Linked DNA regions of Hordeum vulgare: region 2 is linked to region 1. The links are chromatin contacts, called in public HiChIP or PLAC-seq maps. All regions are on one chromosome and are shown on one strand. Each heading gives the region's core, a stretch centred on a gene start, on an enhancer-like site or on the middle of the called end of the contact. The rest is flanking DNA. Distances are from core to core; before and after follow the strand shown. Region 1 holds the start of LOC123448346 (protein phosphatase 2C 50-like). Region 2 holds the start of LOC123417389 (cytochrome P450 89A2-like).

Region 1 (2,760 bases), core at 122-2,621:
ACCAAGTAATTTTGCGCCATGCTTTGATGTTGCTATGACTACAATTTCAAACTCAACCACATGGTCCATACTATGATGCGTGTCGTATGAAAAATAGCAACACATGGTGCAAGATAAATATAGCTGCATACCAATGGATCGTGACATAGCAAGTATCCCGGACACTCGGTGTCCATTCCATTGGATGACCTTGCCTCCCGCAGCCTCAATCCTCGCGCGCTCATCCTTCCTGTCAGGCTGAAACAACAAGGCATAACATAGTCAGAATTTAACCCAAAAAAGTGGATGCTGTACCTATACTATGATGCTCACAAAACCTTTGTATACCTTCTGATCAATTGAGAGAGCAACAGGCTCCTTCCCGCGCGAGAGCACGATGCGTGAATCGCCACAATTGGCCACCACTACATGAGAGGAGCAGACCACCACTGCAACCGCCGTCGACCCCACGTTCTCCGCGGCGATCGGCTCTAACCGGGGCTCACCGTCGACAAGCCTGCTTGCAAGCCCCGACACCTCGTCATCCACTGTCTGGAAACACTTGGTGAAGAGGTCGTCCCAGTGCTCCTTCATGTCCACATCGCTCATCTCCCCCAGATCCTTGGGGGGCCTCCTCAGCTCCTTGCTCAGCACGACGTGGAGCCTCTCCCGGCAGTAGTTGGACACCTGCTCGACGACAGATCGTCAGATCACGGGGCTCGCGGCGACGAATCCGATGGGAGGGGAGGGGGGCTTCCAGCCCCGGCATATGCATACCTCGGAGCCGCCGTGGCCGTCGAAGACGGCGAAGAGGTGGGAGGGGAGGCGGAGCGCGTCGGCGTCGAGCCCGAGCCCGTCGAGGTCTTGGCGCCGGGCGAGCAGGCGCACGGGCACGTCGGCGAAGCGGGGCACGGCGGCGCAGGCGTCCTCCATCTCCCCGCCGCGTCCCGGCGTGGCGACGCAGCCCCACACCGGCTCGCACTCCATGAGGTAGACGCTCCTCTTGCCCCCCGCCACGAGCGCCGCCCGCCCGTCCCCGAGATCCAGCCGCTCGACCCCGCCGCCCGCCGCCGCGCACTCGGCCGCCGCGGCCGGATCGCGCGGCGCCGGCTCGTCCTCCCCGCAGATCGCCGCAGCAGCCGCCATCCCGGACGCTACAGAACCTCCGCCCGCCGGCCCCGTGAACCGAAAAAGGAAAGACAGCGGCCGCCGACTCGCCCGAGAAAGAAAGAAAGAAAGCGGCCAGAGACAGACCCGCGCCGGAGGGGTCCGGGAGGGAGGCAGCTATAGGGGCTGGGCTGCTGCTAGGCGCGGGTAGAATGGTGGGTGGAGCTGAGGGAGGAGGGTGGGGGGAGGACGAGGAGGATGGATGATGGTGTGGAGCGCGCGCGCGTGTCCGGGGAGGGGAAAGGGGGAGGGGATTGGAGCGGGCGCGCCGTACCGGGCAGGTCTTCTTCACCGGTCCCTCCCGTCCGGTGTGTCTGCTGCCAGAGGGGTCCGCGTGGCCATGGCCGCTCCCGATATTATTTTCCTGTCGCCCGGGCCCGGCCCACGCCACCCCACCCCACCTCACGTACACTTGTTCAGAATCCGTGCTGATTTGTCACTTGCTTTTTTTATTTCATTTAAACAACAAACATTTGTCACTTGCTTTTTTTCTTGTGCTCTAGGGGAAATGGATGGTTTTATAGTGAAAAGAAATGTGGCAGGCCTAACACATGGACTGGGTTTTGGAAATGGCTTGATACAAGCATATGCTCTGCTCGTGAAAATTGCAGCCCTTGTCGATGCTCCACCCGGTCGGGTTCCTAAGACGGCGGAGCAAAATGGCCTCCGTTCAATTTGCATCGTGTTGTGCTGGCCGATCAGTCGGAGCCATAGTGTAGCTCGAGGTCTCGGCTTATCGTCAGCAATGCATGGGCCATGCAGGCGCATCGTGCGAAAACCACACACGTGGGCTCCTTCAGTTAAGGGGGAAGGGGCGAGGAACCCGTAGCCTTACGACACAGGCGACCGGTGCGGTGTGCGAGGAACGACATTTATTCTCTCCCGCATCAGTTGTCTGTTTCGAAAAACTCAAATTATTGATGACGGCTATCTTGTTGTGTATTGTTTTTGTGTTTTTTTTTGGCCCTCCAACCCAACAAACCCTTTCTCTCTCTCTTTTCTTAACATGGAAAACAACAAACCCTTTTGAATTACAATTACAATTACAATTAGCATATGCTATTCCAAGTCACACGGGATTAAAATTATCCTATGCTTGGCATCATTGAAAAAACAACACTGAGATAGTTACATTACAATTAGCATATGCTATTCCAAATCACACGGGATTAAAACTGTCCTATGCTTGGCATCATTGAAAAAAAAAACACTTACAAGTTTCAGGAGGACGTGGAGGAAATAAATTATTTGAAGCATGGATTTTAAATGAAAAAGCCGCGGATACTCAAAATCCGAGCGTATCCTCCGATGTTGATGACACGGCGGCCATTTCGGGATGGGCGACACGAGCAGACAAAATAAATGGAACGAATTAAAGAACAGTACTGCTACTACCCAGCAGGGCCCCACGCCTAATCAAAGCCTGTGGAGCAGAGCACCACGTGTCCGTCCGTCGCCATTTATTTTCTTTCCCCTCGCAGTTTCCTACCTTTCCGGCGGCCCCACCCATCCGTCAGGACACGTTGCCATCCCAGCCGGGGCTCGTGCCTTTCTAGGCAAGCGGGGCCCGCGCGCGCGCCCCAGCTGGGCCAATGGGGTGGCGCCACTTGACGC
Region 2 (2,760 bases), core at 105-2,604, 350 kb before region 1:
CGCCGAACGACATCATTTTGATCCCCGTGTTGCCAGTCACGTCCACCCCTTTGCCGCCAGCCAGGAATCGCTCTGGAATGAACTCCATGGGCTTCTCCCACTCCTGCTCGTCCCTACCCATCTCGGCCACCATGAAGTTCACTGTGGAACCCTTGGGGACGAGGTACCCGCCAACCTCCACGTCCTCCGCTGCCATGTGCGGCAGCACGAAGTGCACAGGCGGGTGCTTCCGCAAGCCCTCGAGAACCACCGCCTTGAGGTAAGGCATGCTCTGAATGTCTTCCTCGGAGACCTCTTCACGGTCGTCCTTTGTCCAGGCTTTGATTTCCTCGTAGAGCCTCTCCTGGATGGCCTTGTTTTTTACCAGCTCGGCCATAATCCACGTCAGTGCGGTGGAGGTGGTGTCAGCCCCTGCGGTGAGGAACTCTGAGCAGAGGTTGACTATCTCGTCGTCGGTGAGTGGGCGGTTCCCCTCCTGCGGGAGCCTGACGTCGAACAGCGTGTCCACGTACGAGTGCTCCAACGTGGTTTCCGATTTGCTCTGCCTCGGCTCGCGCTCGCCGTTCCGACGCGCGTCGATCAGCGGTAGGAAGAGCTCCTTCTGCCGCCGCCGCAGGGAAAGCATTTTCCGGATGCGTCCGGAGAAGAGGTGCTCGGCGACCGATGGGACGAAGGCGAAGACGGACATTTTGCTGAACATGTATCGCACCTGGTCGTTCTGTGCGGCGGTGATGGTGCGCACCACGTTCTCGTCAAGCCTCTCGCCGAAGCAGATGGTCAAGAGGAGGTAGAACACGGCGTATTGGAACGTGGCCGTGACCGGGGCAGGCGCCCCGCCGTCGTCGGCCTGGCGCCGCAGCTTCTCGACGAGCACGCGGCGGGCCCAAAAGCGTGCATGCGTGAACTGGTGGGCACGTGACGGGTGCAGCGTCTCGGCGACGAGGTTGCGACGCAGTAGGCGCCACACCGGCCCGTAGCCGGCGCGGGTCACGGAGTAATTGTCGTCCGCACCGAGGATCCTGGCCGTTGCGAAGCTGGGGCGGTCGGCCAGGGCGGCCCCGCGCTGGACGAGCGCCGTGTGTGCAAGGCGTCGGTCGGCGACGAAGATGGCCAGCCTTGACCCCACTCGCAGCGACATGATGGGGCCATAGCGCCTGAACAGCCGTTGGAGCACGGGCTCTGCCTCGGCCGGCGAGCTCGTCAGCCCTAGCCACGCAGTGCTGAATAGCAAAAGCAGGGACGACGGGCCAGGCGGGAGGCGCTTGCCATCGCCCTGCACAGGGCGGAAACGGAGGAGTAAAACGAGCGCCGAGAGGATCGTACTCGTAATGAGGAAGAAGTGAAACGTTGCCATGGTGCTGCTGTAGCTGGCTGTGGACCAATGTCGGCTAAGTGGCTGCCATTTTTATAGATCTCCTTTCACTTGCGTGTGAGATCCTGAGTATCCTAAGCAACGTAGTTGTTCGGACAATCTCGAGTTTGTAAATGTGTTAAAAATCACGGTTGCACATGGTGTTACATTTAGCGTTAGCGATCACTATGTGGAGGAGTAGTTAGGAAGCTTGCATGCGTGTCAAGTTAGGGCACCAATGATTACATTGGGCGGGTGTTGTTCGGCTAGGTGTGCTAATAGGCTGCTTGTCACATAGTGAGTTGCGACCGTGTGGCTATGCTTCATCGCAAAAACACACACACACACAAAAAAAAAAAACATGTGGCTGTGCTAGTTAGACATGTCCTTAGTAGGTTTGGTGTTCCGTTTTGTGGGCATGTAGTGATGCTATAGGACTCATAAAATAAGGTTTGTCTTCTCTTATTTTGGAGAGAACTCATAAAATAAGGTTTGTCTTCTCTTATTTTGGAGAGAACTCATAAAATAAGGTTTAGAGAGAACAAAAGATGATCTCTTAACACAATATGTCTCGCCATGTTTTTAGGAATAACTAGTTATTAAAGATAAGGCTAAGAGATGATCTATTATAAGACATTTCTTTTGTCATCTTTAAATTACATGTAAGATTTAAGATAACATCATCTTATCAACTATTGTACATGTAGAAAATATCGATCGAGTCTGTTTGTTAGCTCATAGCCTTGAGTCTATGTATATAGACATGATAGACACACGGAAGCAGGTTACTTGCACGTTTTACATAGAAGCTCACATACGAAATTAGGCCAACTCCAACATCACACCCAAACGCCTGAATTTAGTCCATTTAAGGCCTTGTTTGAAACTACAATAAATTATGACAATATGAATTATAAAAATAAATTATACACTACTAGAAAAAAGGTTGTTAGTGACACACCTATTTTGGCTATTAATTGCGCACTATAGGTGCGCCACTACTAATAAATAGTAATGGCGCACGCCTGATGCGCCACTGTTAATTTACATAATAGTGGCGCATCACCTGGTGCGTTATTACTGTCCCAGAAGTGCGCCACTGTTGTTACTCTAAGGGGCCATGTGTATCTTGTGCTCTGGGTTATGCGCCACTCATGTGTTTATTCATGTGCGCCACTAAAGTGCAATATGGTGCGTCACTACTATGAATATTAGAAATTATATTTTTTGCTTTTCTGATATTTGCACAGGTTACAAAATACATTACATCACAAAATATAAACAACACAACATATAAACATCATATTTATCGAATACAATAGAAGATTAGTCTCCGAATACAATTCATCATATTAGTCTCTGAATTCCAAATACCGAACAAAGTTAGAACATTACAAGTCTGACCGTGG

What was found. HiChIP or PLAC-seq counts read pairs in DNA pulled down with a chosen protein or histone mark.
Region 2: an H3K4me3 HiChIP or PLAC-seq map of embryo shows a contact between it and region 1, with 7 times the contacts expected there. The contact joins the promoter of LOC123417389 here to the promoter of LOC123448346 in region 1. A contact is called at or near these places in 1 of 6 Hi-C or Micro-C datasets (leaf) and 1 of 1 datasets of contacts at active chromatin or transcription factors (embryo).

The regions. Positions count from the first base shown.
Region 1 is chr1H:487,125,959-487,128,718 of MorexV3_pseudomolecules_assembly, reverse strand. LOC123448346 (protein phosphatase 2C 50-like) reads right to left here and starts at 1,371. Exons shown (of 4, transcript XM_045125185.1): 1 at 757-1,371; 2 at 328-666; 3 at 132-237. The coding sequence starts at 1,125.
Region 2 is chr1H:487,476,902-487,479,661 of MorexV3_pseudomolecules_assembly, reverse strand. LOC123417389 (cytochrome P450 89A2-like) reads right to left here and starts at 1,354. Exons shown (of 1, transcript XM_045106897.1): 1 at 1-1,354. The coding sequence starts at 1,354.